5 separate regions of the Mus musculus genome follow, and regions 1, 2, 4 and 5 are each linked to region 3. Evidence: chromatin contacts called from public promoter capture Hi-C data. All regions are on one chromosome and are shown on one strand. Each heading gives the region's core, a stretch centred on a gene start, on an enhancer-like site or on the middle of the called end of the contact. The rest is flanking DNA. Distances are from core to core; before and after follow the strand shown. Region 1 holds the start of Ccnl2 (cyclin L2). Region 2 holds the start of Rer1 (retention in endoplasmic reticulum sorting receptor 1). Region 3 holds the start of Cep104 (centrosomal protein 104). Region 4 holds the start of Thap3 (THAP domain containing, apoptosis associated protein 3). Region 5 holds the start of Ube2j2 (ubiquitin-conjugating enzyme E2J 2).

The links. Promoter capture Hi-C pulls out the DNA fragments that hold promoters and counts their contacts. Capture Hi-C pulls out chosen DNA fragments and counts their contacts.
Region 1: a contact with region 3 is called in a promoter capture Hi-C map of pre-B cells, with 4 times the contacts expected there. The contact joins the promoter of Ccnl2 here to the promoter of Cep104 in region 3. A contact is called at or near these places in 2 of 39 promoter capture datasets (cranial neural crest and pre-B cells) and 1 of 115 datasets of contacts at active chromatin or transcription factors (fetal liver).
Region 2: a contact with region 3 is called in a promoter capture Hi-C map of neural stem cells. The contact joins the promoter of Rer1 here to the promoter of Cep104 in region 3. A contact is called at or near these places in 3 of 39 promoter capture datasets (hippocampal neurons, neural stem cells and pre-B cells), 1 of 15 datasets of contacts at CTCF or cohesin (large pre-B cells) and 1 of 115 datasets of contacts at active chromatin or transcription factors (large pre-B cells).
Region 4: a contact with region 3 is called in a promoter capture Hi-C map of pre-B cells, with 4 times the contacts expected there. The contact joins the promoter of Thap3 here to the promoter of Cep104 in region 3. A contact is called at or near these places in 2 of 39 promoter capture datasets (liver and pre-B cells), 2 of 115 datasets of contacts at active chromatin or transcription factors (astrocytes and large pre-B cells) and 2 of 9 other capture datasets (adipose tissue and macrophages).
Region 5: a contact with region 3 is called in a promoter capture Hi-C map of adipose tissue, with 2.6 times the contacts expected there. The contact joins the promoter of Ube2j2 here to the promoter of Cep104 in region 3. A contact is called at or near these places in 1 of 39 promoter capture datasets (cranial neural crest) and 1 of 9 other capture datasets (adipose tissue).

The regions. Positions count from the first base shown.
Region 1 is chr4:155,810,820-155,815,680 of GRCm38.p6, reverse strand. Ccnl2 (cyclin L2) reads right to left here and starts at 3,192. Exons shown (of 11, transcript NM_207678.1): 1 at 2,872-3,192; 2 at 2,439-2,513; 3 at 2,113-2,222; 4 at 318-438. The coding sequence starts at 3,153.
Region 2 is chr4:155,084,765-155,089,356 of GRCm38.p6, reverse strand. It overlaps Rer1 (retention in endoplasmic reticulum sorting receptor 1), which reads left to right and starts at 3,004. Exons shown (of 7, transcript NM_026395.2): 1 at 3,004-3,152. Morn1 (MORN repeat containing 1) reads right to left here and starts at 2,780. Exons shown (of 14, transcript NM_001081100.1): 1 at 2,676-2,780; 2 at 1,865-1,936. The coding sequence starts at 2,751.
Region 3 is chr4:153,973,152-153,977,531 of GRCm38.p6, reverse strand. It overlaps Cep104 (centrosomal protein 104), which reads right to left and starts at 1,971. Exons shown (of 22, transcript NM_177673.2): 1 at 1,935-1,971. Dffb (DNA fragmentation factor, beta subunit) reads left to right here and starts at 2,451. Exons shown (of 7, transcript NM_007859.4): 1 at 2,451-2,665; 2 at 2,837-2,963. The coding sequence starts at 2,543.
Region 4 is chr4:151,986,134-151,991,002 of GRCm38.p6, reverse strand. Thap3 (THAP domain containing, apoptosis associated protein 3) reads left to right here and starts at 2,017. Exons shown (of 4, transcript NM_175152.4): 1 at 2,017-2,120. The coding sequence starts at 2,047. It overlaps Phf13 (PHD finger protein 13), which reads left to right. Exons shown (of 4, transcript NM_172705.2): 4 at 1-1,372.
Region 5 is chr4:155,940,531-155,945,416 of GRCm38.p6, reverse strand. Ube2j2 (ubiquitin-conjugating enzyme E2J 2) reads right to left here and starts at 1,604. Exons shown (of 8, transcript NM_021402.6): 1 at 1,267-1,604.

The sequences.
Region 1 (4,861 bases), core at 1,943-4,442, 1.8 Mb before region 3:
GGCTGGCTTCCTACTTGAAATGAAGCTGAAAACTTCCAAACCAGGCAAGAAAAATGTATGTTTATGAATTACACTTCAAATTTTACCACTGATTTTGAAAGCTGAAATCTAAAAGACACCATTTCAAACACTCTTATATTGCTAAAAATAACAATTATAAAAAGTTGATAAATAAAGGACTAATTTTAAGTTCTAGACATAAACAAGAAAACCAAGAGGGGGAACCGTTCAGTACGTTTCAAGGCCTTCACTCCTGCACACAGTAGAAGTCAGCTCAAGTGTGACTTGGGTGGCTGCAGGTGCCAGGCCAAACCCACCTTGTGAGGGTGCTTCACATGGACACAAAAGCCCAACTCCTTGAGAACCCGTCTCTCTGCCTTTATAATCTGGTTCTTTAGGTTAACATACTCTTGATCAAGCACCAGAGGCACGGGCTTCCTGCAGGGAAGGCAAAGAGTAATATGCTCTGTACCAGGGTTGATCAAAACCTTTTAGATTCCACAATTATTTCCAAGCGATACATACCACAGCACCAGAAAGCTACAAATGACATTTCCTGTAACAAAATTTTAGAAGTCCTCAAACCTACATACACTTATTACCCACCTGCCCCCCACCTTGACTTTACACATAAACAATATTCTAGCGTAACAACACACCTCCTGAATATGGTGGAGAGTCTGAGGATCTCTGCACAGTGCTATGACACTGTGTCAGAATTCAAGGCAAAAAGATCACCCTTTTCATGAGTTGTAAACTGCAGAACCAACACAGCACAATAAAGTCATCCCTTGGTACACACTGGTGCTGGGGTAATGACAATTTTCACCTAATACTAATACCCATGAATGTTTAAGCACCTTACGCAAAGTGGTGGACTATCCCCACAGCCTCTTCACACTTCACATCGTATTTGGATACTTTATACCTATTACACTGGAAATGTTGTTGAAGGGACAGTGACAAGGAAGTCTAATCATGTTCAACACAAAAACTATTCCACCTCATACTCTCCCAGTCTCTCACCCCGAACACTAATATTTTCAAGAGTTAGTTGAACTCTTGAATGAGAAACCTGCAGATAGACTACAAAAAGAGAGACATGGTCAAGTCTCAAAGGGTTTGTTAAGCTGGGCACGATAGTACAGTCCCCTAAGCCCAGCATTCTGGAGCCAGAGACAAGACCATCTGTATGAGTGAGACCAGCTTGGTCTACAGAAGGCTCAAAGACTGTTGAGGCTCATAGCCAAGACTGTTTCAGAATAAAGCAAACACCAAAGGGCTCCTGTGAAGGAGCAGAAAGTCTGGGACAAGGTCTAGGTGCACTGCTATACTATTAGGGATATTTGTTTTCTGGTTCTGTTGGTCCGTGTGGATGTTTTAGCTGGGGGCTGCTGTAGTCAGTTGTCTCCTTCTCCTTCTACAACGTGGGACTTCAGTATCAAATCCAGGCTCTCAGGCTTGCCAACAGGTTCCTTAACTAACTAAACCATTTAATCAACCCAGTGTGTTTGTTCTTTAAATTTTGTACAACATTTGTTTGGTATGTGGGTTGTGCCTATGGAGGTCAGAGGACAACTTGCTGGAGTCAATTCTCCTCCTACCATGTTGATCCCAAAACTAAATACAGGTTGTCAGGCTTGGTGACAAATGTGGTTCACACACGTAAGGAAGATTTAGATGGGATTGCTAAGAGGTTAAGACTGCTACACAGCTAGACCAGATATCAAAAAAGACAGCTGTCTAGGGGTATTTCTGTTACAAATGGTTTCTGGCAAGGAAAGGCCAGGAATATTGATCGACATATTACAATGACACTAGAACAAAGAATGGCCAGTTCAGACACTAACAGCGCTGAGGGTGAGAACCAGGGACCTGGTGCTCAGAGGTTCTCAGCAGAACCATGGAACAAACAGGACAATAGGGTGGTGAGCTGATGTGGTCATACAGGAATTGTTTCAGCAGGGCTAGGACAGCCAGCTATCCTGGTTATTGTACCCCCCTACCAACTGCCCCAAGACAGCATCTAGGGCACATGCGAACAATCTACTGTAAATTCACAGGTTGGTATTAACAATGACAGACATTAGGACAGCTCTGCAAAGGACTCACTTTTTCTCTCTCAGATGCCGAAGGCGATGGAATACATTGATGACATCCCTGATTCGTCTCGGAGCCTCTTCTATTTTGGAAGCCAGGTGAACACAAGCCATGGACACATGCTGAAATGTACATTGTGACACGGGTGTTTTTCCCCCCAACTTGAGAACCTTCCAAGGCATTAAAACTATTAGAAACAACCAGAAGATACAGAGACAGACAGGCCTCTAGGGAAAGAGCTGTGTAGACTTTGCAGGACAGAATTCAGCTAAGCACTGGGCAGAACAGGCCAGGTTTCATCCCAATTCATTTCTCCGAGAAAACAGAAAGAAGCCTACCTCCATGGAATGTTTCACGAAGGACTTAGTGTAAAAGAACCGCTGGAACAGCACCTGCCCTGTAGCCATGGCCACCTAGGGACAGAGAGGGTTCCATCACGTTTGAATGCAGGACTCACGCTTGTCCCGGCTACAATGTCTTGTGTGATTTCCCCCCAGGACAAATAGCCACGACAGTTTCCATTTCCCCCAAAGGGTTTGGGTCTCGCGAGGCTTTCTTGGGGGTAAAAGGGCTTCGGCTCCGGCGGAGGGGGAAGGGGAAGGGGAAGGGATGGCGGGTGCGGGTTATTTCAAGGCTGCGGAGCGCACAGGCTCGGACCTCGTCGCCTGGGTCCGGTGAGCTCCGGGCCGGGGGCCGGGACGACAACAAAGGCCCGGCCCTCGGCCCTCGGCCGGCGAACGGCCCCTGCAGAGCTCGCGGCCCGGCCCTTACCTGCGGCAGGCGGAGCAGGATGCCGGCTGCCTGGATGAGCTCGCAGCCCACGACGCGGAGTCCCGTCTCCGTATCGACGTCGAGGCCGCTCGACATGGACGGCGTGAAGCGGAGCTTGTCGTCGGGCAGCAGGCAGTTTTCCAAGGTGATGAGCACGCCCGAGTAGAGCCTGTCGCCGATCAGCACCCCCTGAGACCCCGGGGCCGCTCCCGCCGAGCCGGAAGAGCAGGCCGCCGACGCCGGAGCCATCAACCCCGCAGCCCCGGCCGCCGCCGCCGCCATTTTGTGCCGCCGACTCTTCTCGGGCCCTTCCCGTCAGGGCGGCTGCTCGAGACGATCGTGGCCGCCCCGCCCCGCCCCCTCCCATTGGCTGAACGTCACCGCTGTCTCGACGCCGTTGGCCGTACGACCAGTCCGTCAGTGTCGCGTCAGGCACCGACGCCGGAAGCACCCACGGGTGGGGCTGCTCGTTACCCACTTGGCTCCGCGGCCTGGCCCGAACCGGAACTCCTGCCTGGCAAAAGGGGTTCTAGAAGGGCGCCTTTCTTTGGGGGTTGGGACAGAACAACTTTTCTCCCACAGTCCCACGTGCACGACGTTACACCGCGACTTAGTTCGGAGTCTTTAGTTCTCAGCCCTCCCTTCCGTCCTCGGGCTCTGGAACAGCTGTGGGGTGGATCTGCCAGCATTAAAAGGGCAGATGTGCCTTTAATCCCAGCACTTAGGCAGGCGGATCTGTGTGGGTTCAAGGTCAGCCTTCTCTCTACAGCTAGAGTTCCAGGACAGCCATGGCTGAGAAACTTTGTCGCAAAAATAAATAAAATACTAAACAAAAAAGTGCAGATGAAGGGTCTGGAGAGATGGCTCAGCAGTTCAGAGAACTGACTGCTCTTGCAGAGGTCCTGAGTTCCAGCTACGACATCATGGCTTGCAGCCATCTATCTGTGATTGAATCTGATATCCTCTTCTCTCATTCAGGCACAAATGCAAACAGAGCACTCATATACACAATCTTTTCTTAAAGGGGACCCCCAATAATCTACTGCAGCAAATACAGGCCAAAAAAATGGCTTGGGGACCTTGAAGATCAAGGTGAAACGGCTTGTAGTAGACCCTACAGACAATATTAATATTCCTGACTCCAGTCCTGGCCTGCTTAGTTTCACCCAAAACAGTGCTGCTGCCACTACACAATAGATGTTTCCTGTCACTGCTCAGTTATCTCAAGCTTTTGATAAGATTTCAGCCAGGTTCGGTGAAACGGAAAATTGGGAGGACATGGGAGTTTAAGGAGATCCCTGTATAACTCTGATTCAGGTATGGTGAACAGCCAACAAGGTTGCCAAAAGTCAGTATTCCATAGTCCAGCTGTAGTGGGGTGATTGGATTCCACTCCTAAGCAGACCCCACAAAGATCTCATCAGTCCTCTCACTGTAATGGCCACGCTGCTACTGTCTGTCCGTCTGTCCCACCCCTAGGCTGCAGCTCTAAAGTAGGCACAATTGTCATTGCCTGGTCTGCCCATTCCCTAAGCTGAAACTGAACCAAGAATTAGAAAAGACTGTTGGCTCTAGTCACTCAACCCAGACTCTGGTTCTAGAGATGACTATTACATCCATCAGGAAGAGAAACCTATATTGGAGAGGGATGCTTGGTTACAACTCAACAGTGATTTGCAGTATCTTGTCTTTTTTGTGTGAAGTAGAAAACAAAGCTCAGTGATGGGGCCACATGGATGTGTATCTTCTCCAATATCAATAGCAAGTGGCTAATGAGTAATATATGTGCAACATTCTGGCAAAGTGTTAAGCATATTGTATGCAAGACACCAACCTAGTACAGTGACGTTTAGGCTGATGAAAAAGTCAAAAAAGCCTTGTAGGAATCCTCAGGAAAGAGAAGCCAAACTTAAGCTTGCCTGCAGTGGTGAGAGGACAGATCTTTAGGGACTGGGAACATTACGGAGTTGTAAGCTTCTGTAGTATGTGT
Region 2 (4,592 bases), core at 1,755-4,254, 1.1 Mb before region 3:
GAGGCTGGGCCAGTCTGGGCAACACAGTGGAAACTCATACAGACAAAGCAATACATTCCTGACAACCATAGAGGCATGAGCTGTGCACATGAACCTTGTCTGTCCTCCATCCACACGAGGACAAAGGACACATGCGTGTGTGCCCATGCACGACAATGCCCATGGAGACCGGAGGTTGGTGTCAGGTTCCCTGGAGCTAGAGTTATGGGTTTTTGTGAGCTACCTGATGTAGGTGCTGGGAACTGAACTCTGGTCCTCTGCAAGAGCAGCAAGCACTCTTTTGAGCCATCTTTCTGGCCCCTGGAGAACACATTCTTAAAAGTGGGTGACTCTTCAAGTAGCTCTGACAACAGTGCCTGCTTACAGAAGACAAATCCTTAATGGTGGTGAAAAAATGAGAAACATCGTTGTGATAAAAACACCAAGCAAAAGCTGAAAGATGCTAAGAATACAGCCTGCCAGTGAGGCACTTGCCTCATTCGTACAGGCTCTGGGGTCACAAGAAAACAACAACAACAAATTATTAAGACAATATTGGTAAAGGCTGGGTGCAGTGGTGCATTTTGGAGGCCAAAGCAAAAGGATTACAGGTTCAAGGCCAGCCTGGGCTATATATCTAGCAAGACGGTGTCTCAAAAACCTAAACCAAAACAACAAAAAGATACATAAAAGAAAATGAGAAAGATTCTGATAGCCAGCAGATACGATGAACCTTCTTGTTTATGGAGCAGGTAGAGTCTAGACAACGGAAAGTCTAGACTCAGTACTTCTTTGGTGCGTGTGTCTCTGTGTGTGTGTGTCTATGCAAGGACCATTCCAGGGCATGCTCATTTTGTACTTTTTCCCTCTATTGCCAAGGTTTCCTAAAAATCTGGTTCTTTCTTTCTTTCTTTCTTTCTTTCTTTCTTTCTTTCTTTCTTTCTACTTTTTGGCTTTCTGAGACAAGGTTTCTCTATGTAGCTCTGGCTGTCTTGAAACTCACTCTGTATTAAGACTGGCCCTGGGCTGGTGAGATGGCTCAGTGGGTAAGAGCACCCAACTGCTCTTCCAAAGGTCCGGAGTTCAAATCCCAGCAACCACATGGTGGCTCACAACCATCTGTAACGAGATCTGACACCGTCTTCTGGTGTGTCTGAAGACAGCTACAGTGTACTTATATATAATAAATAAATAAATCTTAAAAAAAAAAAAAAAAAGACTGGCCCTGAACTGAAGAGATCCCCCTGCCTCTGCCTCCGGAGTTGATTTCTTTCTTATTAGAAACAAAGCCTGATACCTCGCTTCCATTAACTCTAGCTTGGGAAAACACAGCAGAGCCTCCATGTTGTAAGAGAGGCAACAGGAGGCAGCCTATTAAGAACACAGCTGCCTTTCCCCAGGAATCAACAGATTCAATAATGTCTCACAGCAAAACCTCCACATCGCCTGGCCTTTGTCTGGTGGTATATTCTATAAACTGGAATGCTCACAGACACGAGAGAACAGGGTTCTTTCGTGCCCATGTTTACCTTTTTTTTTTTTTTTTTTTTTTTTGAATACAGAGACACTAAGGCTGATGATTAGAGGCCTGGATGTCCAATAACAAGCATGCAGGACGCCATGATGGTGTTTGTGTGTGACACTCTGGGTCTACTGCCCCACTCTTTCCCTCCCACCAATAGTTCCACCACCCACCAGCATGTGATGACCTCCAAGCCTACAAGAATTGGTCTTACATTGGTTCCACCATGACTGGGTCCAAGTGGTAGTCCCAGTGTGCAGGCGCAGTACCAGGCTATGCTTGGTACAAGACTGACTGCCTCCCACACCTTTTCTCAGGAATCTGGCTCTGGAATGAGCTCTGCAATGATCACAGGCTTCTTACCGTGTTTCTTGCCTCCCTTCCATTCTCCTTCATAGCGGAAGAAAGAATTTGGGTATACATATACGCCATAGCCTGTGTTCGGAAAAGAAGATGAACATAGCAATGGTTTGCCATCAACAGACACAGAGATGGGGCAGCTCAGGGTCTGGAGTAGTCTGCAGGTCATTTCTCATCAGTCTCTTGAACATGACAGGATGGTTAATTGCTCAAGATGGGTGCTCCCTCTCCCTTGCTTGGGTTTTGTTACATGGATAGTACTGAGGGAAAGGCAGGCCTGGCCAGAGGAGGGCTAAGACAAAAGCTGATTGTAGGCTCTTTAAGAGGAGGCGGTGAGGGCACGGAAGCAGTCAACAAGCTCCGTGAGGATACAGCAAAGAGCCCACCCTGCCAGGACCGTCACTATCCTCCTGTCCCCACGGGACAAAAATCCACACTCACTCCTAATTACTCCTGGCTGCCTCATCTTTTATCACGCAGCCAGCTCTGAGACATCACACCCAACACCCATCTCTCAGTTCCTGAGATGGATAAGCAACCCCACTGCTTTCTTGCCAGCAAGTCGCAGCCTGGGACGGGAAGACAGTGGCACTAGCATGGACTCTGACCTCATATCGATCCTGTTTCTCCGGTTTTAGAACAACTTTTCATCAGACTGCATTGGGCGAACCTCGTGTGCTCACCCAGCCAGCCTGACCTCAGCTCTACCTGCCCCCCCTGACGCAGGGTCGGCTGGCCGTGAGCCTGCAGCCTGGACCACGCCTGTGGAGCACGCGAACGCGACGGAGCTCCAGCGGGGAGACGCAGCCCGTACCGTTTCGCGGCGGCAGTCTCGGCGAGTGCCGACGCGGCTGGAGCGAAGCCTGGTAGGGATCGCCAGCTGCCTCCATCTTGCCGCCAAAGTTTCCCTAGCAACCATAAAGCTGCCTTCCATTGGCCTCCGGTTGCCATGGGGCGTGGCCAGGAGACCATAACATCCGAAGCAGCGGCGCCGGATCCGGAGCCTGAGGACGTCAATGCGCCTGTGCACCACGGCACGTTTCCGCCAACCCCGTCCTTCCGCCGGGAAGCGCTCCCGCCAACGGCCTCTGCGTCCATACCGGAAGCGGAAATGGTTGGAGCTTGGGCCCCGCCCCGCGGCCATCTTGGCGGCTGGAGGCGCCGCGGGACGGAACGGAAGTGCCTGTGCAGCTTCCCGGATCCGGAGCCGAGCTCTGGCGGCCGCCCTGCCCGCCATCCTCCTTCCGCAGCCGTGAGGGAGACCGCGGCTCGGCTGCACCGGAGCTGCGAGGTGCTGGGGGTGGGCTGGTGGCGCGGACCTGGTCGGGCGGCACACCACCGCCTTCCTCTGGGCTGTCAAGGCCACGGGCGAGCCGGCGGGCGGCGGGCGGGCGGGGCCGGGCAGCGCCTTTGAGCCTGGCGAGGGGTTGCCAGGGGCGGGCCGATCTCCGAGAGGGGTGCGCGAGGGGACTGCTGAGCGCTGCCCGCCGCGGCTCGCGCGCCGCCCCGACCCCCCGGCCCCAGGTCGTGGAGGAAGGTGGCCTGTTGTTGCCTGCACAGATCCAGGCGGCATGTGTTAGGTGTCCTCTTGCTACCCCACTACCGTGTTCAGTTTCGGGGCACACGTGTAGGAATTAAGCCCGAGCGCGAAGACAGTTACTGAATGGATCGAAGGGGTGCTGGTTAAATGGGTCTAGATTATATGGTGACATTAAGGCAGTAAAATGTCCAGCCCTCCAGGCTGTACTTCCAGCGTGGAGCAGATAAGGCTACATTGTCTCCCTTAGCAGGGTATCAGTGCAAGAGGGCTTCATACTTCCACATTGAGAACCCCCAGTGGCTTTTCTTTCTTAGTTCTTAATAACAGATACTATCCAGGAGGTGGTGGTGCACGCCTTTATGTGAGGCAGAGGCTGTGAGTTTGAGGCTAGCCTGGTCTACATGGAGCAACCCTGTTGGGGGCGGGGGGAAGACTTAGAGACTAGTTATACGTCTTGGAACTGCCTGTTTTTTTGATGTGAGTTTTTTTTTTTTTTTTAACCCTCATTAAGGTGCTCAGAAGAGCATCAGTAAACCCATACTCAGCCCCTTAGATCCAGGTTGTGTGTTGGGGAACTGGTTGCGGTGGAGGTAGAACATAGAGAAAGGGCTGGGGATGATCCAAGATGATCATTTCCCACCCCACCCCCAAAGGTGAGAGGGGCCCAGAGAGGGAAGGACTCAGAGGGGCAGGGTCTGGAAGGGTTGACAGGGAACAACTCTTGAGGCATGCAGGTGCAAGAGGCAGCGACCCCCAGATGCTGTGCAGAGCGCTTTCTTCTCTGTGGTGTATTACTAATTTAGGAGTGATGGATTGCAGAAACTAGACAAATGATGGGCTCCAGAACACGGGGGTAATGTTCTGTGTGTGGTACTTGTCCCCCTTAGAACAGTTTTTGTCTTGTTTTTTTTTTTTTTGTGACAGAGCATAGAGCAATTTCAGTAGATATGTGACAAGCACTGTAGGTCGTGAGGCCCATCCTAAAACAAATCAAGGTCCCTCAGGGAGGAGCGTGCATTCCGGTGAGAGGAGATTGAGAGATTACTAGAAAGGGATTGGAAAACAGTTGTTACAGAAAATGCAAACAGTGACGTGACATGGAAACGTGGAAACGGTGGTCATTGTGGACAGCATGGAGGGCCTCTCTGACCTTTAGTCTGAATGGAGAGAAGAGGATTGCAGCTAGAACAG
Region 3 (4,380 bases), core at 722-3,221:
GCGGCAGCACTGACAGAGAGCAGCAACACACAGGTCCTCAGATGTGATCATACTGAGAGCCCAAAGTGCTTATGGCCCCTTGGTTACTTCTTAGTTACCAAGCCAATCAAACACTTGCTAAGCAAGATGCTGAAGTAAACCATCAGAAGAAAAACCACTGCTCCTAACACGGAACAAAGAAGTCCATTGGAAGTTTCTTGGAATAAGATACAACATTGAAATACTCTATAGACTCTGACATCCAAACTATCCCACAGGAAATCCGGCTCATGTGAACACACTTGATGTGTAATCTAGATCTTTCTCTTCCACTGGATTTGAAAAGGACCATCCCAAGAATCAATGCCTGTCTGGCATTTGCTGGTGTTTTGGGGTATGTATGTATTAAATTATTAAGAGTTAGAATGGCAAGTCACTGTTAAAGATGCTACATGAGTTCCCTGTGGCTGTAACGGCAGCAGAGTAGAGGAGACTGACCCAGAAAATAGCGGAGAGCAGTGATAAGCATAGCTGGGTGACTTGGCATGCTTCTCCTTTAATCTGTGAGGCTACACTCCTAGTTCACACAGGTTCTGAACCCCGAGCTGATCTCCCTCAACCACCATCCTCCCCTTTAGCACAAGAGGGCAGCACGGTATGAAGGATTACTGGATTCCACCCTTCTTCCTTATCTCTATTCCAGATGGGTACAACTGCCCGTTCAACCTATGCTCCTGTCAAGACAAACATTCTTTAAATCCAACTTTGATCACCCCTCTCCAGGTCTTAATTTTAAAACCCTAGGCAGCCCCATTGTAGGAGTAGAAGTGCTAATTATGACCGGACACCTTGTTTCCCCAGTCTCCATTCTTGTCTTGGATTTTTTTTTTGTTTGTTTTTATTTTTGGGACAGAGTCTCTTATTTAGGCCTGACTGGCCTAGAACTTGTTATGTAGTCTAGACTGGCCTCAAACTCACAGAGATTCTCCTGCCTCTGCATCCCAAGTACTAGGATTAAAGGTATGTGACACTATGCCCGGTTATGACTTGAATTCTAGAGAATAGTCAAATCTAACGAACTTCTCCAGTGCCTTGACCAGACCCTGTGTCTTCAAGAGCCCGTGTCAGGTGTGGTAGTGCATGCCTTTGATCCCAGAACTTGGAGGATCTCGGAGTTTGAGGTCAGTATGGTCTATATGTAGTAGTTCTAGGGCTACACAGTGAGACAGTCTCAAAAAAAAAAAAAAAAAAACAAAAACCAAAAAACAAGCAAGCAAACAAACAAACAAACAAAAATCAGGTCTGTCTACCTCGTCTCTGTGGTGCATAGAACAGAATGTTAACAGCAGATACAAGTGTATGCCCAATAAAACTAAAACAAAGTACGGGTACTGAAGATCCCTGCAGGAGGGCTGTGGGGGCAGCGTGGCCAAAACACTGGGGCCTCAATAAGGACATCTACAAAATGTACATTTTCAGCCGATGCACTCACTGGAGCCCTTCCACCTCCTGTTCCTTCCCGCCTCACAAAGCCCACCACAGATCTGGATCTGTGCAATGCTGTGTTACTAGCTGGTTACCACAGGCGGCTGGTGTTCCAGCTGCCACTAGGGCAGCCACAGCCAGCAGTGTCAATTGACATTTACCCTAGCATTGCTTATAAACTAAGCCCCAACTCTTCTATTTTTGGTTATGAACTTACCCTGTCATCTTTCCAACCAGAAACCCGAACTCAATGTAGCAACTTCCAAACATTTTGTTACAAGGATATGAAAAGTGTTTCCAGTTTTCTTTTCAAGAAAACGTAAATGTTACAATATTAAGTAATGATCTGGGGCCAAGTAATTTTAAGGACTGAGAGTGCTTTAGAGAATCTTAACGCTTAAAAAGCACAACAAACCAAACCCAGCGAACAAACAAAACCCCCAAACGACACGGATCGAAGTGTAGCCTACCCGGAGCCAGAGCTACAGTCTTTAGTCTCGTGGCAACTGCTCCTGTTCAGTAACGCATGCAGACGAGGACAAGGCGGGGCTCGAATCCGATTCCGGACACGAAGGCTGAGATGCGCTGCAGGGAGGCCTGGAACAGGCACTGGCCGCGCAGTCCCTCCAAGGCCAGGTGTCAGGGAGCCTCCGCCCCGGGTGCCTGCCGAAGACCGAGGCCACGCAGGGTCACAGAGCGCCGCGGAAACGACCAGGCGGGGCCGCTGCGATGTCGGCCTCCGCTATCTTCGGAGGGGTCTCGGTCCAGCCGCCCCCACCCCGGGCCTCTGAGGAGGGCAGCAGAGGAGCAGCCCGGGCTGCCTCTGCCCAGGGCCCGGGCCGCAGCTGCGCTCCCATAGCAACCAGGCCGGCCCGCGCGGTACGCCTGCGCGTCCGCCCGCCGGCGCCTGCGTGCGCATCCAGGCCTCGAGGATTCTGGCTGGGGACAGGTCCTGCAGTCGGACGTTTCCGGTTGCACCTACCTACGTAGAGAAAAGAGTTCCGGGCCGCGTCTACGCACCACAGTTCCGGGCAGGAACGTTACAAGTCCAGTGTCGCTACGGTACCGCAGCCCTGCAATGTGCGCGGTGCTCCGCCAACCCAAATGCGTCAAGTTGCGAGCCCTACATAGCGCCTGCAAGTTCGGCGTGGCGGCCCGGAGCTGCCAGGAGCTGCTGCGTAAGGGCTGCGTCCGCTTCCAGGTGGGTCTTGCATTCCGGGCAAGCACTGCGCGGCGGGCACCTTGGCTTCCACCCCTACGATTTCCATCCTCTTGGGTGGGCTTGGACAGGCGCTAGGCTTCTACAGTACGCAGAGCTGGCTGTCTGGAAGCCAAGACTGTTGTGGGACAAGCTGATCTTCTTGTCCTCCAGCTCCCGATGCCCGGTTCCCGGCTGTGCCTGTACGAAGATGGCACGGAGGTGACGGACGACTGCTTCCCGGGCCTTCCCAACGACGCTGAGCTCCTATTGCTCACCGCTGGCGAGACCTGGCATGGCTGTGAGTAGGAACACTTTGGAGATGGGAGGGACCTACACGGTTTAAAGCCTCGTCGAGGGGCCCGGGCAGGAACCCAGAAGATCTGGTTAAAGGCTCTGAATGCCAAAAGCTTTTGCTGAAGAACTTTGATTTTAATTTTGAAACTGCCAAGGGCAAGGGAAGGATTGAGACTGGGGTCGGTGCTGCTGTGCTGTGCTGTGCTGTGCTGTGGTGTGCTGTGCTGTGCTGTGGTGTGCTGTGCTGTGCTGTGCTGTGCTGTGCTGTGCTGTGCTGTGGTGTGCTGTGCTGTGCTGTGGTGTGCTGTGCTGTGCTGTGCTGTGGTGTGCTGTGCTGTGCTGTGCTGTGCTGGGTTGGGCTGGGCTGGGCTGGGCAGGGCAGGGCAGGGCAGGGCAGGGCAGGGCAGGGCAGGGCAGGGCAGGGCAGGGCAGGTCTTGGTTCCATTCACTGTTGCTCCGGGCTGTACTTCGACCAGTGTGCTGAAATGCTCTCAGGTATCATGGTTTTCATTCAGGCTATTCTAGGTAGGTGTGATGACAGATCATTGTAGTCTTAATCCGAATTTCCCTGGTGGCTAATGGGATTGGGTATTATCTTCCTATTTACCACTTGAAGGCACTCTTCAGAGAAGCGATTCTTCGCGTTTTTTGTGTTTCTTAGTCGGATTTATAAAGCTGTTTAAATATTTAGCCCCCCCCCCCTCCAGAATATCTTGGTTATGACTTCGATGTAAGATAGTGTGGTTTTCAAATATCTCCCGCTGTGTAGCTTTTCACTGTCTTTATTGAAACTGAGCTCCAACCACATAGCTAACCGGCCTTGCTCTTTCCATGCTCTGTACTAGAGCAAAAGGTTCAGATTTGCAAGGGAAATGGGGAGGACAAGGCTACATGTGGCCGAGGCTGGTCTAAAACTTGTGATTCTCCTGCCTCTACTTCCCAACTGCTCACATTCCAAGCTCGTGCCCCCAAAACCAGCTTCCAGAGTTCTGACCTTGATAGATCCAGATGATCACTTCATGGTGCATTTGCTCCAGGAACCTCTTGTCAAGTTCTGGCTGTCTGAGGTTTCTTCCTGCAATTTCTGCATCCTTTGGTATCACAAGAACTTACTTCTTCAGCTTGTTAATAACACAGTGGATCTCACTGAGTTCTGAGTACAAACCAGACTTGCAACCTCATTTGGCTGTGGCCTGTGCTTTTTAAGTGTTACTGAATTCTGTTTGCTCCTGTTTGGTTAAGACCCTCTGTAGAATGCACTTGGTGTTTAGTTTGATGGGAAAGCTCACCATAGGCACTTGTGCAAAGACTCCAAGGAGAGGGCTTGGGAGGTCTGAAAATGGGGTCCTAAGGAGATGGCCAAAGGAGGTGACTTGGTATGGAGGAGAGAAGGACAAAAGACCAAGTGTGCTGCTTTTCTA
Region 4 (4,869 bases), core at 768-3,267, 2.0 Mb after region 3:
CCGCCTTTCCACAGAGTGAGGGTTGGGGTGGAGGTGTTCTGTGTTCATAACTCAGTTTCTTGTTTTGCACGATGTAAAAAACAAAAAGCATATTTTTTTCCCCACAATACAGCCCAAAGTATTTGCCACTGTTACACTGGGTGTCCCAGCTCTGCTGGTGGTGCCCAGTCCAGTAACAGTCCACAGAAGACACTGTCCTTGGGCCCTGTGTGCTGTTCTTCAGATAATGGGTGAAAAGAATGGGCATTCTGCCTTCCATACAGGTTCCTGGGGCAAGGCAAGGTCTGAGTGCTAGAGCACCAGCTTGCAGAGTTTCAGAGGTGTGAACCAGAGCCCTGGTCTGAGTGAGGGCTGGCTCAGCTCCTGGACACTGGTGGTCCTGGGGCAGAGGGAAAGGAGGAAGAGGGCGTTGGCTCTCAAACCAGCATCTCCAGTGCTCATTCTTTCTCCGTAGTGTTTCCTACCCAGTTGTCACGCGTATTCTTTGTTAGCCTGAGACAGAGCAGAGTGGCCAGTGTGTCACCTTTCTTCCCCTTCCTGGAGTACCTTTGTAAGGTCACAGGCATTCTCCCACATTGTCTTAAGCACCAAAGGAGCTCAGAGTGTAGACTGTAACTTGGCAAATCAGAGCCTTTTTTTAAAAAAAAAAATAATAGCATCTTTCTCACTCACCCAGTTTAACTTTCTTTCTTTTTTTAAATCCTGTTGCTCATATTAAAGTAGAAGTACTGCTGAGCTCTGTAGATTGTGCAGACCTCAAGGGGAGAGCTCTTCTAAAGAGAAGCTGTGATAGAAACAGTCTTGCCCCCAGGCTATTGTGTGGCTCTGATGGGACAAATACCCAGGACAAGTTAGAGGAATTTGCCAAAGACCTGCCCCATGACAGTTGTTGTCCAGTGTCTTCACCCTGAGAATAACCAAAGTTGCAGTAGTTTTTTTTTCTTTTTAAGTGCATTTAAGAATATGTGTGGTTTTGTTGTGGAACAGTGGAGCTGGCCATTATTACATGTGCTCAGAGATCAATGCCTCTGGAATACATTTGACATCTGTTTGTGTTTGCTTGCTTTGTTTTTAAGGGGATCTTTCCCTGTGGGTGGTGTCAGAATTTGGACACCTTGGTTTGGGGGTAGGTTGAGCTGGGCAGCTGCAATCAGCTTGTTTATGCAAACTGGGCGTGAGCCTCTCTGGGCTCCTGGTTGATGGCTAATGCTGGGAGGGAAGGGTCAGCCCCAAGTAGACCCTTCCCGTGGGCTTTGGCCAGGCCAGACACAACATCGTTTACATGTTCTGTGTAATTATAAAGTTTATGTGTATAAAGCAAGCTGTTTCTGTGAAACTGTATATTTTGTAAATAAAGATATTGCTACTTTGAGGTCTGTGCCTCCTTAGGTGTCCTGTGCTGAAAAAGGCTGTGGGTCTCCCCAGTTGCTTGTCAGATGGCGGATCTGGCAGAGCTGAACTGATGATGAAAAGGGACCATGACCCCTGCTCCACTTATCCAGTTAGCTCTCAAACCCAGTGTGCACTTTTGAAAGGCTTCCCTTTCCCTCAATTCCTGTCACACTTGTCTGTTCAGGTGTGCCGGCCACCCCTACCCTCTACCCCGCACTTGTCTGAGCTTTCAAAGCCACAGCCATTAGGGCCCTTTGAAGTTCGGACTGGTGAGGTGAGTCCAGTGCTAGGCATCTTCTGTCTGTATAGTGACCAGCTGGGTACCTCCCTTGGGATCCAAACCTTGTCTGAAGCTGAGATGAATGAAGTGTGAGTTCAAGGCCAGGCAGGCTCTGTACCTGTCTGTAACGGACAAACCCAGCCCTGCAAGCCAGAAACTTAGCTGAGTTAGGAGTCGACGCTTTTTTAGTCCAGGTTTCCAAAGTTGTTTACTTGGGCACAAGTTGTAGGAGGTATTCCTCAGCTCTAACTTCTTTAGGGAGCAGAGCAAGTCCTGCTCTGGCGCCCCGAGCCTGCGGACCCCGCCCCTCAGGCTCCGCCCCCCGAGGCCGCCGAGCCGCCATCTTTTTTAGGGGCAGTGGGCCCATCTCCGAGATGCCGAAGTCTTGCGCGGCCCGGCAATGCTGCAACCGCTACAGCAGCCGCAGGAAGCAGCTCACCTTCCACCGGTGAGGGATGGGGAAGCCGGGACCCGACCCTACGGAACGCTCGCGGGTCTCGGTGCACTGGGCGGGAGCTCCGGGAGGCCCAGGCCAGGGTTTGCAGGCGAGGTGGACCGGGACTGCGTAGAGGGGCCGGGCCGGGCGCGGGCGATGCTCCTGCGCGCGGCCTCACAGCCTGACCCCGCCGCCCCCTCCTCGCCTGGAAGCAGTAGGTGCTCAGTGCAAACTAGATGGGCGTGAGTGGCACCTGGCCGTGTCCCTGCTCTGGCCCCTTGCGCCTGCGTCACCTCGCGGGAGGCCTGGAGGAATGAGTGCTCCCAGGATGGCCGGGCCTCATGGCAGGGATTTCGGCTGTGGGAAGGTGGGAGATCCCCGGTTCTGCAGCCCTGGGACCCCTTTTCCCCAGCAAGACTCGTGCTGAGCCCTTTCTAGGGAAGCACCCTTCAACTGCTCCGGCTTCGAGCGATGTCTGTGCCTTCAGGGCTCAGTTCCTGGCAGCCCGCACCCTGTACACTTTGAATGTTTCTGCTGAAGAGTAGCAACCATAGAAAAATACACACATCAGTTGGCAGCCCACAGACGTCTCCGCTGGCATCCACTTACAGTCTTTTCTCCCACCAGCCCACAGGGATAGCTTGCATGTGGGCTGCGTGGCTGTGGCGAGGTTTGAACCTTAAGAAATGGAATCTCTCTCTCTCTTCCTTCCGGGCCCTGCGAGAGTCATCCTTGCCCCACAAGCACTATTCTGCATAGTATTCCATTGACCACGAGCCAGGATGTGTGCTCTGCATGGAAGGGCCTCCGGGTGGCTGCATGGGTAGTTATCAGGTATCTGAGTTGCCAGAAACTCGGGGGAACACTCACCTCTGCCCGCTCTCATTCTTTGTTTTTAAGTTAAATTCATTTGTGTGTAGAAGAATCCTCCACCCTCTTGCCATGTCTCCCATGGGATGGATGGTCAGAGGACAGTTTCTTTCCTGTTTTGTGGGGCCACAGGGATTTTGCCAGGTGTCTTATCTATTTTAATAGCCACCTCCTCCATTGAGACCAGGCCCTTTTCTGTAGTTCTGACTGAAGTCAGTGAATAGAGCTATGTACCCAAAACTGGCTTTGAACACTCAAAAAAAAAAAAAAAAAAAAAAAACACCCCCTCCCTTAATGCATGCTGGCATCCTGTCTGGGAGACTTTTATATTTTACTTTGTGTTGGAGATGGAGCTCAGGCCTTCCAGAGTAGTGGGTAGGCAGGTGCTCTACACACCTTGACTTTTTTTTTGGTTTTGTTTTTTCGAGACAGGGTTTCTCTGTGTAGCCCTGGCTGTCCTGGAACTCACTCTGTAGACCAGGCTGGCCTCGAACTCAGAAATCCACCTGCCTTTGCCTTCTGAGTACTGGGATTAAAGGCATGAGCCACCACGCCTGGCCACACCTCCGAATTTTTAAACTTTTTTGTTTTGTTTTTCAAGATAGGATTTCTCTGTGTAGACCAGGCTGACCTTGAACTCACAGAGATCTGCCAGCCTCTGCCTCCAGAGTGTTGAGATTAAAGGCGTGTGCCACCACTTAAGTGTTTATGGCACAATCACCACATGTCCTGGTAGGCTTCCTGAGGACAGTTTAGATCTGTGTGTACCCCGTGCTTTGACATCTCTCCTGTGCCCTCCCGTCTGCCTTCTGACTCTATCCTTGCTTCAGGCTAGTGTTGCTTCTGTTAATTCGAGAGGGCTGGTCTTGTGTAGCCCAGGCTGGCTTATGAACTGGACCCTTCCAGGTATCCACCACTGTGCCCCACCCAGGTCTTGCTTATAGGTCTGTGTCATCTATCCGGCTTTGTCTTAAAAGAACTCTCAATAGCTTTTGACTAGGCAGTTCTCTTCCCACTCCCTGGGCGCATCCTGACCTTTGTCCCACATCTCCCCCGTCAGTCTCCATCCCAGAGTCCTCTCTACTTCCTACACTGAGTGCTGGCATGCTCAAGATGGAGCCGTTCAGGGCTTCTCCCTAGTGCTGAGATCGCCGAGGCTGGCAGGCTCTGTAGGGACATCCCCGGGCATAGGTGCCCATCTGCCACTCTGAGCTCTGCCAGTCTGAAGAGCACCTTGAACTTGACACCTAACGCATCAAACTTGTGTTCACCCAGGCCTGGACCTCCGAGGACTCTCCTGTCCTTCTCCTCCTCCTCCTCCTCTTCCTCCTCCTCCCCCTCCCTTCCTCCTCAGGGACCTGGAACCATGGAGCTCCTTCCCTTCTCTTCTCTCATCATCCTCGAGCAAACCTCGACACTTGGCTTTTGCTTTTTCCTTCTTCCTTTCTTCCTGCCCTCCCTCTCCCCTCCCTCCTCCTCTTCTCTCGACAAGTTCCCCACTCCAGGCTCTGCTGTGCTGGAGCTCACTCTGTAGACCAGGCTGGTCTCAGTGTTGGAATTGAAGGCGTATTATTCTGTAACCTAGGCTGCCCTTGAACTCACTTCAGTCCTTCTCCTCCTCCAGAACCTCCAATGATGCCCCTGCTACCTAAATCAAGCCCTGGGTGTGTCTTATGGCCCTTCTTCCTCCAGGTGCCCCAGCCAGACCGACATCTTTGTCCCCTGCCCCCACCCATCCTTTGTAAAGGCCGGGTCTTATTTCTCACTTGCTGCCGGGTCTGTTCAAACGTCATCCTGGCCGGCCCTCATTACCTACCACAGGGCTTCTTCCTGTTGTTTTCACCTGCTCCGCCCGCCCTCACAGCCCAACCCTCTCAGTGTGGCTTGCTCC
Region 5 (4,886 bases), core at 355-2,854, 2.0 Mb before region 3:
TCTGCTTCCCAAGTGCTGACGTTCAAGGCATCCAACACTATGATCAGCTTTAACTTCTGTTTTTTTCTTTCAGCATTGGAAATTAAACCTAGAGCCTCTCGAGGAGTAGGCAAGTATTCTATCACTAGGCTGCATCTCCTGCCTCAAACTTGCTGTTAAGCATATAACACCATACTTATGATTCACTATCTGCTGCCCTATCTGCTCCTCGTCTGCCTCAATCGGAACAGCAGTATCTTTCGTGACTCTCCTAGGGGATGGAAGGTGACAGAAGCAGCCACTCACTGGCAGCAGAAGAGTCTCTTGTCAGTCCCTCATCACCGTGCCAAGGTGGTAGTTCTTTTTCCTTTTGGACATCTCTCTCCCACAACACTCCACACAGGTTAGGTGACGGTGGGGAATTAAGACCTTGGCCTGACAGATGGTCAGAAGGGCACATGACACACCCAAGGCCAGGATTTTCAGGGAGTTTTACCTTCTCCAGGATTACTCCACGGGCTGAAGGAAGCCAGAAGCTCACAATAAACAGCCTTAGCACCACTTTCTCACACACACCGAGAACTGAACTGACGCCGAGTACAGGAAGACAATGATGTTGCAGAGGACTGACTCCAAGTTCTAGGAACCTAGACCTATCTCCGGCTGAAGATCATACGCGGGACTTTATAATGAAATACAATCCTAAAATCCTTTTTCCCCCCCCATTACACACACCTGGCCATGAATAAAGCCCTGTATCACTACTTGCAGAAAGGTACATTCTTATGCACTTGTTAGCTTACAGTGAACTCTGCTCTTTTCTCTTCCTGGTCTATCTGGATCTGATGACGTTGAGAGCTTGACTGAGGTTAAACACACAGCTAAGTGATGATGTCCACTAAGAAGGAAGTGAGGTCACTGGCTGAGAGTCCGCAGTTAGCAGAGGTGGAGAATAAGCATCGGCCGTCCTCACCCCGACCCCCGAAACGGGCCCAAGCCCCACTCTTACTGCCCAAGGTTTTGTTGCATTACCCTCAAGGGCGTAACCGCGGACACGCTCGCCCCTGTTGGGGTCTATTAAGCAGCCTGGGGTTCTAACTGATCGCGATGAAAGGGGGCCACTCAACGGCTACCACCCCACAACAAACTCACGGGATACGTTTTTTTAAAGATCAAACCTGGCTCCTCCTCGGAGTCTTCCGAGCGTCCGTGAGAGAATCCGCCGCGCGGCAAACAAAACCCCTAACCCGCCCCCGACAGGAACCCCGAGCGCCCTCAGTAACCGACCTCGGGTCCGGGCACAGCCGGCGACGTAACCAACGGGACCCGACGTGTGGCGTCCCCGCGTCCCCGCCCGCCGCTGCAGCCGGCTCCGGCGGGGCGAACGAGCGGCCCGAGGCCCCGCGCAGCCCGCGAGCGCTCACCTCTCCCTGAGGCCGCGGCCGCGTTCAGGTTCGCCGTGGTCGAGGCCAGAGCAGGGTGCGGAAGAGTGGGGCCCGCGCCGTGAGCCGCACCCGCGCTGGGACTCGGCCCACCGCACCCGCCGCAAGCAGCCTCGCCGCCGCTACCGCCGCTCAGCCTCCAAGATGGCCGCTCCGGGGACGGCCTAGGCCCGCTTCCGCTTCCGCTTCCGGTGCGCTGTCCGCGGGTGGAAGCGCTCCGCTAGGCAGCTTGGTGGAGGCTCCACTGTCAGTTCCTAGCTGGCTCAGGTCAGTCTCGGGTTTTTGGCTAATGGTTGTGTCCGGCTACTGCGCAAAGGGTTGCTGACGCGTGCGCACTAGAGAATAGCTCGGGGGAGGGGGTTGTGGCTCCTGTGTCGGGAAACTGGGCTAGACACTCCCAAGACTTCGTACTGTCTGGCCGGCACTCCAGGAACCAGTAAGTGGCTGCAGAAATCCCGCAGTGCTCCCGACCCCAAATCAGGGCCAGTCAGGGAGGCCAGCCCCAGAGAAAAGATGACCCATGAGTTCACAACGAATTAGGGCCACCGGCCACCTTCTGGCCCAGGATGCACTCTTGTCTGCTCTAAACACAGTTAAATTCCGAGCTGGAGGTTCACTCAGTTCTCCCTCGCTGCCCCTATAGCCACGAAGATCCCCGTGTACGGAGCCAATGATGGGCATAGGCGTATCCCGCACTCCAAGCCCGCGGCAGACCCCCAGCCCCGGGAACAGCCGTCCTCATAAAAAGAGTCCCTGTGTTTCCGCACCAAGTTTCCCAATCAGTTCTTGAATACCATCTTTATGCTCGAGGACATTGCTCTAAGACGGGTTTCCCCTCTCCCTCCGCCTCCTTCCTGGCCCTGGGGAGGGGAGGCGGTACAGCTTGGTCTTTTGGCCAGACTATCTGGCTGGTGCTGAGACAGGAGGCTGCCAGTAGGGATGTTCTAAATACTAGTTTGGGCCCTGACAGCTGGAGAATCTGGGCTGAGGAGGCTGATAGAGATCCAGACTTCTCCAGCTCTCCCTGCACACACTGCTGCCTCACTGTTGCATTCCTAGAATCGAATGCTAAAGTTTGTTCTTATGTTGGTGAGATAACATCACACACACACACACACACACACACACACACACACACACACACACACACCCTGCGTCCTTGACCCAGCACCTTCCCTTCATTTGCCTGTGAACTCTGTGTACAGGTTCCAGAAAGCCAAGTCAGATGTGGTAGGTGTCAGTATTCCGGGTTACAACACACTGGAAGAGAGACACTGCAGGATGAATTAAGGATTCTTAGCAGCAGGAGGCTCAGCCTTTGCAGGACTGAATCCAGAATCCACATTGCAAAGCCTATATATTGTTACACAACAGGCATTTTTAGACCCGGGCGGTGGTGGCGCATGCCTTTGATCCCAGCACTGGGAAGGCAGAGGCAGGCGGATTTCTGAGTTCAGTCTACAAGGTGAGTTCCAGGACAGCCAGGGCTACACAGAGAAACCCTGTCTTGGAAAAAAAAAAAAAAAGGCATCTTTAGCAAGTCAATTTGTGCGTACAAATTGAAGTAGTCTGAAGGAACTATAGAGAGAATGTCTTGTGAACTTCATGGAAGCATCATCTGTCAATAAAAAAAGCCTATGACAATGACCTGAGGCAGGGAAAAGAAGGTAGCAGTCCAGGAGGGGGGGGGAGTCAGGCAAAGAAGATCGCCCCATCCCACATGAAGAGGACGGTCACATGAAACTGAAGGAATGGTTAACTAGCCACATGGCAGGACTTAGACTATTCTAAATGAGATAATTGAGTTATGAGCTGGCGGAAACTAGCCAAAGCTATTGGCTTAGGCATATATTCATTATTCATATATAAGAGTCTCAGAGTCCATTATTTGGACTTGGACAGGGGTGGAAAGGCTATGGTCATGAGGAACCATTGCCTAAACAATTCCCAGCCTTAAGACATTTCCTGGTTTGCCAGTTATGTCTCCGGACTATGTTATGCAAAGGCTCTGAGCCCTTTGGAAGAGCTACCCCATAAACCTCATATAATAACCACTGACTATTTACAAAAGACTAATTCAAAGCCTAAGTATTCATGCCAGATACAATGGCTCTGCTAAAATTCTGCTACAAGTGGTGCTTGGAGTGTGCCAAGGATGCAAGTTTGGGCTGCAAAGCAGAGGCAGTTACTTACCGGGCTGTTTCAGTGACATTACAGTGCCTGGCCAACCAGTATGTAGGGCAGAACTGATGGTCAACTTTAAGTCCTCAACCTTCACCAGGACCCTGACTGCCTTTGAGTATCAGCAGTGGGCTCACTAACTGATTACTGAAAACTGATGACTGAGAGTCAGAAATGACTTCAGCAGTGACTGATTCACAGAGCAGGGGCTAAGCCAGACAGTACCCAGTCCTGAAAGCATCCTGGGGGAGTCAAGCAACCCATCTTAGTTGATCTGGGCTGCTGCAACAGGGCTGGCTCCTGAGCCCTGGGGAGTGTATCCTGTCTGTCAGCCCACCATGGCAAACTAGTTCTAGGAGACCAATGGTATCTCTTTCCATTGTCAAACTCAGAAAACAAATCAGTACAGACCTTTTGCCTCCTCCCTCCCCAAGGCACTGGGACCCCTAATCAGGGTAAATTAAGCTACTTTTAAAGGATGGAAAGTTAGAAGGTGAGGCCACTCTACATAGGAAAATAATTACGCTCTCTGGAACATACCTTGTTAGCTAGTTTAATGTCAATTTGACAAAAGCTAGTCATTTAAGAGGAGAGAGACTCAATTAAGAAAATGCCTCCATTAATTAGGACTGTAGGCAAACCTGTAGAATATTTTCTTAATTTGTGATTGATTTGGGAGGGCCCAGCCCATTGTAGGTGGGGTCACCCCTGAGCTGATAGCCCTGGGTTCTATAAGGAAGGAAGCTGATGCAGAACTCGATGGTGCTCACCTTTCATCCCAGCACTCTGGAGACAGAGGCAGGTGGATCTCTGAGTTCCAAGCCAGCCTGGTCTACAGAGTGATGTCCAAGACAGCCAGAATTACACAGAGAACCCTTGTCTCAACAAACAAACAAAGCAGGCTGAGCATGCCATAAGGAACAAACCAGTAACCAGCGCTCCTCCATGTCCTCTGCATCAGCTCTTGCCTCCAGGTTCCTGTCCTGCTTGAGTTCTTTGACTTCCTTCAATGATAAACAGTGGCGTGGAAGTGTATACCAAATAAACCCTTTTATGGTTGTTAAGGCCTAGGTAACTGTTACTTGGCTAGCCTGCCATTTTGTGCTGTCACTGATACTATAAGGAAACTTTCTCATATATTGTTTCTGCTGTTACTAGGTAACTTTCTCATGCCCAAGTTGATTACATATTGTTAGGTTCTGTGTCCTTGGAAACCAATCACTATAAAAGTCAGTAGAACTGCTTTGTGTAGTTACCCACAATAAGCTTGGGCCCAGCATAAGA